2 separate regions of the Zea mays genome follow, and region 2 is linked to region 1. The links are chromatin contacts, called in public Hi-C maps. All regions are on one chromosome and are shown on one strand. Each heading gives the region's core, a stretch centred on a gene start, on an enhancer-like site or on the middle of the called end of the contact. The rest is flanking DNA. Distances are from core to core; before and after follow the strand shown. Region 1 holds the start of LOC103638763. Region 2 holds the start of LOC103638764.

Region 1 (3,214 bases), core at 198-2,697:
TAGGGAACAAGGTCGAGTACCTAACTAGGGGATTTACATGTTTCGAGAGTACTTAACGACATATAATCGAACAAGTTTGATTATAGAAGAAAAAAAAAACCGATATGTAAATCGACCGGCCAGCATTGATATACTACAATGGCAGGTCGTACTCGGCTCGATCGATTATTAATATTATTCAGCTTCGTGTACTACACATGTATACCGGCGACGCATGCACCGCCACGCGGATCAGATGTTGCATTGATGAGCCTGACGGTGGCTCGCCGTCGACAGATCTGGGTGCCACGAAAAGCCTGCGCCCTCGAGAATACGCCGGCGGCGATTCCGGCCTCTCGGTTCGACGTGCAGGTGCAGCTCAGCTGTCGTCAGGCCGCCGGGCCTGGGCGCCCTTTTTACATTTGGAGCACATCTTTGCACCAATCTAGCTAGCTACTGCAAATTCGTTTCCCTTGCGGTAATAACCTGCCACTACCACTACTGAAACACCTGCCGCCGGCGAGGCTCCTCGTCGCTGTGACGGCGTGTGTGCCGACGAACAAAGCATGGTCGTCGTCGATGATGCAGCACAAGAGATAGCAGTCGTGCAGAGTTCTAACTTCTAAGCCAAATCGATTGGATCCAACCTGAACGCGCACACGCAGCCAAACCAAAAGGCCGCACGCGTTTATTGAAGATGCATGGGATCTTTTGAGCCAAACCAAACTCCGTCTCAAAAATACACACTCATACTATTACTATCTAATATCTATCCACAAAATTGTCCCCGCGTCGCCGGCTCGGCTCGGCTCGGTTCGAGTTCGACGCGCGCGGGGCTGGCCTCTTTTGTCCTCCTCTCTCCCCCTCTGGCGGCTACGCTGCCGCCGTGCCATCATCACCGCCGCCGCCGAGCGGCTTGACGCTGGCGAGGAAGGACGGCTGCGCGCGGTCGCCGGGCATGAAGACGACGACCTTGGGCTCGCGGTCCAGCGGCGCGAGCGCCGCCCTCTCGTCGGCCGCCCCATCATCCCGCCGCCGCGAGGACGACGCCTTCTTGCGCGTGCAGATGAGCACGAGCAGAGCCGTCGCGATGACGCACATCATGAAGGCCAGGCCTAGGAAGACGTATGGGGTCGGCGTCTTCCATAGGCTCGGCGGGGCCCCGCCTGCGCCGCCCGTTAGCTTCGCCGAAACACCTCCACCATCTCTCCCCGGCCTCATCTTCTTCTTCTTCTCTCTCTCTCTCGCTCTCGCTCTTGCTTTTATGTGTACTAGCAGCGCAACGAAGAGACCTCTAGCTATTGCCTATTGGGCTATTGGCTTGTTTCTGGGATCTTCGGTGGAATGGAAATGATAATGGCGAATGAAGGAGAGAGCGGGAGGTATATATAGTGGCGGGGGGAGGTCAGCGGAGAAAGGAAACCACTTCCTGCTTGCTGTGCCGAGTTGGCTGCTGCATGCCCCAGCCCCCAGGTCAGGCGAGATGATCAGGTGCTGCGGGGTGTGTCATCATGGCCTCATAGTCGTAGTCATAGCTACCGCAGGCGCACGCTGCAGAAAGGAGTGAGAGGAGAATTGACTGGAGGGCGGGTGCAGATTAGCAGGGGGCGGCGCGGCGGGCGCCACCGGGTTTGCCGGTTTGGACGGAAGGTGAAACCGCTACGGGGCTAGCACCTGATCATCGGTGGTAGTTTAGATACTCTGTCCATTCACAATTACTAGAAAAGAAAACGCCCTATCAGGCAGGCGCGGGACATTTCACGCAAGTAGTGGAACAAGCTATTCCGTATGTTATAGACAGGGTGTGCCCAGTATTTGAAGGATGGGTATTCGAAATTCTAGTAGACATACTTTTTTAGGAGCCTAAAATTGTTATTCATGCTAGGAACATATATGTGTATGGGTGTGGATTAAATTTTGTCTCGTAGTTATAGATTTGCAAACCATATACTCGTGTCCCAACTCCCAATCCCTAGTCGCACGGTAGGAAAATGAAAAAGACCAGCAAAAAGCGAAGTTTGAGTCAAATAGCTTTAAAATGGTGTTATTTTATATTTTTACAATATTTCACTTCATAGATATAATATGTATACACATAAATTCTATTGCCAAAAAATAATGGGTATTCAATTAAATACCCTTGCTTCTACATGGGCTCGCCCCCGGTTATAGCGTATAGGACAACCATTTTGATGCGGCCACAAAATTAAAAGGTCGAGTACCTTAAGATTAGTACTAACAATAATCATATGTCAGAACAAATGATTGTTGTAACACAAATCACATTAAGTTGAGATAATGGGCTACAAAGTATTTTGAGGTACTAAACTGACCCAAGAGAAGAAATGATCTATTTCGTCAGAGGAAAGGCATCGCCTGAATATAGTAGGGAGAGGCATTAGGAAAATTTTCATTACACCATTAAGGCAGAGTTCTCTAATATGAGCTTCTCTGAGCGCTCTGTTTAGACTGCCGATTTCAGATCGAAGGGACGTGTTCTCTGCTGCAAGGGACTTCACTTGTGTACCCTACAACAAGGGGAGCAGAAGTATAAGACTGAAAATATGTTGTAAGAGGACAATATTCCAAGCCAGATTCCGTTGCCATGTTTCAGTATACTGCTTTTCATTGTGCAACTGTCAAACACACACCCGTTTTCTCAGCCTTAATCGTCTTGCAATCGATGAACCACAAAACATCTATTGCCTAAACATGGCAGGTTCTAAATAGAAATATCAAGATTTTAAGGGCGGAATTCTGCCAAAATTTTAAAAAATACCTACCGAAATTCAACCCTTCAGAATATCTTTTTTTTAACTGTCAGTTTGCAACCACTCCTATGCAATAACGGACGGGGCATACATACCTTGGCTGATAAGTCAGATGGTACTGCATTATGAGCTGGAAGCGTCACACCAGGTGGTGGAGGTATCGCTATGCATATCGCCCTCGAGTTAAAGACATTTGTAGCACTGGACTTAATTACTGGAGCTGGAAAGCAGTGATGTGGAAAAATGGTAGCATTTCCTAGGGTAAGGGTAGGAGCTAAAACCCATTTTGTGTTTTCCACATGTGGTGGTTTCTTCGCCTACGAATATATTTTGGTTAGCCATTTTCTTGCATGTTTTGGTGCACAGATATATGGAAACAATGCCAGATTGGCAACCATCTTCTTTTCAGTTGGAAATGATGAAACCCTTAACCCTAATCAAGGGTTAGGTGAGTTAGTGAGTAT
Region 2 (3,214 bases), core at 204-2,703, 280 kb after region 1:
AGAGAGGGTTCTCTCGGCGCAGCCTTGCACCTTGCTCGGCTTGCTCTCGTTCTCGGTCCTGAGCTTGTCGACGATCGCAGCGGCAAGAGTTTCGCCTTTCCCGGTGTACTCGCTCGTTGGGAGATTCTCCTACTTCTGAGGCTTCGTCCCGGGATACGGGCTGCGCTGGATCCCGTTCCTTAGCTTCGTAATGTCGTCGCACGTTCCGGCGTCTGTTCCTCCGTTGTCGTGCTTCACGCTGGGTAGGTTCTTCCCCTTGCATGGTAGACTCATCGTCGGAGATGGGTGATGACTCTAATCTCCCCCGATGAAGAGGACGTCGGGGTAGAAAGGAGTCGTCGCGATGGCGCTCTTCTTTCCGTCCTCCTTTGAGGGTGAAGGTGTCGGAAAGACGGCTCAGCGTGCTCTCGTCCCCTAACTCAGAATGTTTGCTTCCTTCTTTCGAGTGATCCGTGTCCACTCCTTTGTGGGCGAGGTGGACATCAGAGTTTTTCGGGTAGGTGAGCTCCGGCCTTCGGTTTGTAAGAGGTCATCTTCGCTTGAGATGTGGGTGGTGGCACCACCCGCTATTCTGCTCTGGCTCTCCTCGGGATTTCCGAGGAAAGCTTCTTCTCCGGCGGATCTGCTATGCGGTGCAGAGTTTCCTCTTCATCTACTACGGATGAGATGGTTCCAAAGCAGAACATAGTCTCGGGACGAAGGGCGATCTTGCACTTGGAGGTGATGGCCATTGAGCTAGCTTGGATCAACGACACCCCCCTACCCGGCGCGCCAGCTGTCGGTGTTTAGAGCCCGACCACACACCTAGGGTTACCCTTGTGGTGCTTTTGGGTAGGAAAGTGCTGTTGAGTGTAACTCAATGGTTCTTGCTGGATGCACGAAAGAGAGAGACAAACAATTTTCTGCAGATTCGGGCCGCTTGGAGAGGCGTAATACCCTACTTCCTGGTGTGGATCTATATGTGGTGGGTTACAAGCGATGTCTCCTGGATGGAGAGAAGCTAATGAGATAGGTAGATGGGAATGAAAATGATGTGGTACCCTCTGCGCCTTATATACACGACCGTAGGGCACTCCATACTTACATCATGATCACATATTTCCTAAATAATAGTGAACCGACTGAACTGTTCTTCCGAAAACATCGCCGATTCATCCCTAATCCGCGCCGACATTTGTGGGCGCCACGCGTGGGAAAGTCGGACGGTATCTTTGGATAACACATGATTTGACGGGATGCCTGAGCTTGAGTCTGTGTCTGTCACCTTCTCATGTCGGCCCATTACGCTAGTAGTTTTTGTCCTGCCCATGAAGGGATGGCCTTGCGAGGTAACTGGCCCGATGCCCCACGCGAGGGCCTTTCGCCTTCTAGTGGACCCGGGGATATCTGTCCCCACAGGTCGGGTGGGATTTGATCCGTCCGTTTTTAAACCTAACGGAGGCACAATAACCGTGTACATTATTGACTTAATAGACAGTACAAATAGTATAGATAAAGAAGAGAGAGATGAGATGGGGATTGGGGAATGCGGGATGCGTGTGACGCGTGGACCCCGCACGCAAACCCTAGATCGGAAGCCGCACCCGGGCACATGACCGCCTTATCCCCGAGTCAGACCAGCGGCGGCCGGAACCGGGAGCCCCGTTGCTGGCCACGCCCCCACCGCTCGCGCGCGTCGAGCAGCTTCTCGTCGTAGTTGAGCCTACGCTTGGCGCCTACCGCCGGTTCCGCTGCCGGGTGTCCTCCCTTCGTGCCGCTGACACCAGAGGGTAGGATCCCCGCGCTTTCGACCAGCAGATCCCGCCGCGACCCAGGTAATCGATACACCTGTTCTGTGGGAGTCAAGTGCTTCCTGGGGTTTGTCCGTGACTTCTTGAATTCGGCTTCATTAATCCTAGTCGGCCACACGGATCCGTACTACTGAAAACCAGAACTTCGATTAGGTTTTTCTGTGCCCGCTTATCTGCCGCTTGCTTTCTCAAAGTAATGTATCATGGTACACTGAGCGCCTCCTTGAGAAAAGAAGCAACAAGTTCAATTCTTCACTTGTATTTCATCCTGGAAGATATGTTTAAAATGCACATGAATCAAAACATCGCTATTATTCCCACACCGAGTTTATTTCAAGTTTGCTTGTGGCAGAGGAAAGCCTGGAATCCTCCAGTTACTAGTTTTGCCATTCAGTCCGCTCACTAGGGGCGTGATTAGTTCTGGTTTCTACTTTCTAGGTAGCCAGGCTGACATGTGGCAGCCAGGGTCTCTGCATGTAGGAGCACCTTCTTTGGTTCATGTTTCCATCCATACCATCTCATCGCATAGCTTGATTGGTTGGTCTCTCCCTACTCGCCTTGTGCAGGCGCCAAGAGAGCAGCAGACATGTGACGTGCACTGCGTGAGCTAGGCTCCCCAGAAACAAAATCCCATTTCATTTCTTGGCCTAATTTGCACCCACAAATCCTTGCCCATGTGGACGTCCGTCGAACCAAACATCTACCTCCTGCATGCTGCATCCAACCAGCCTGTTCTGACTGCATGCATGAAACCAATCACACCTTAGATATCTAGTCATTTCCATAGGGGCAGTACCTTCTGTTTGCACATGAAATCCTATATTTCTACAACTATTTATGAAGCTGAACTGCTGAACTACTGATGTTTGGGTTGTTATTAAACATTGCATTTAACCATTGGAGATGTTTGTTATCACTTTAAAATTATTAATGGAAAAAGTACAAATTACTCCCCTCACCTATGGACAATGTTCACAACTTCACATAGCCCCCCACAGTGTTTTTAGTTCATTTTACACCTCCATTCGTTTGAGTTGATTTAATTTACCCCTTTACAGAATTTGTCTTTTTCCTTGTGTAATAGACACACATGGAGTGTCTCAAAGAAATCAGTTAGTAGCCTAATTCTTGAACTTGTTGTCCCTTTGTAGGAAGGAGACACTTATGGGGAAGGGACAAATATTAGCTGTTCTTCAAATAGGTGGAGAATTCAACACCGATGAAGATGGACACATGTCATATTCTGGTGGAGAGGCACATGCTATGCATGTTCAAAGTGACTGGACTTTTAGTGCATTTAAGCAAGAGATATCGTCAACACTTAACAATCTGAAGCTTGACCAGTTTGCATTCAAGTATTTCCTTCCAAAGAATGATAAAACTTTGATCTCTATTTCCAATGACAAGGACCTACGACGCATGGT

The links. A called contact is a pair of places that touch in the nucleus more often than the background predicts.
Region 2: a contact with region 1 is called in a Hi-C map of bundle sheath, with 3 times the contacts expected there. The contact joins the promoter of LOC103638764 here to the promoter of LOC103638763 in region 1. A contact is called at or near these places in 2 of 25 Hi-C or Micro-C datasets (bundle sheath and leaf).

The regions. Positions count from the first base shown.
Region 1 is chr9:103,292,274-103,295,487 of Zm-B73-REFERENCE-NAM-5.0, forward strand. LOC103638763 reads right to left here and starts at 1,448. Exons shown (of 1, transcript XM_008661582.4): 1 at 616-1,448. The coding sequence starts at 1,200. The coding sequence ends at 853.
Region 2 is chr9:103,576,891-103,580,104 of Zm-B73-REFERENCE-NAM-5.0, forward strand. LOC103638764 reads left to right here and starts at 1,454. Exons shown (of 3, transcript XM_008661583.4): 1 at 1,454-1,814; 2 at 2,942-3,214. The coding sequence starts at 2,955.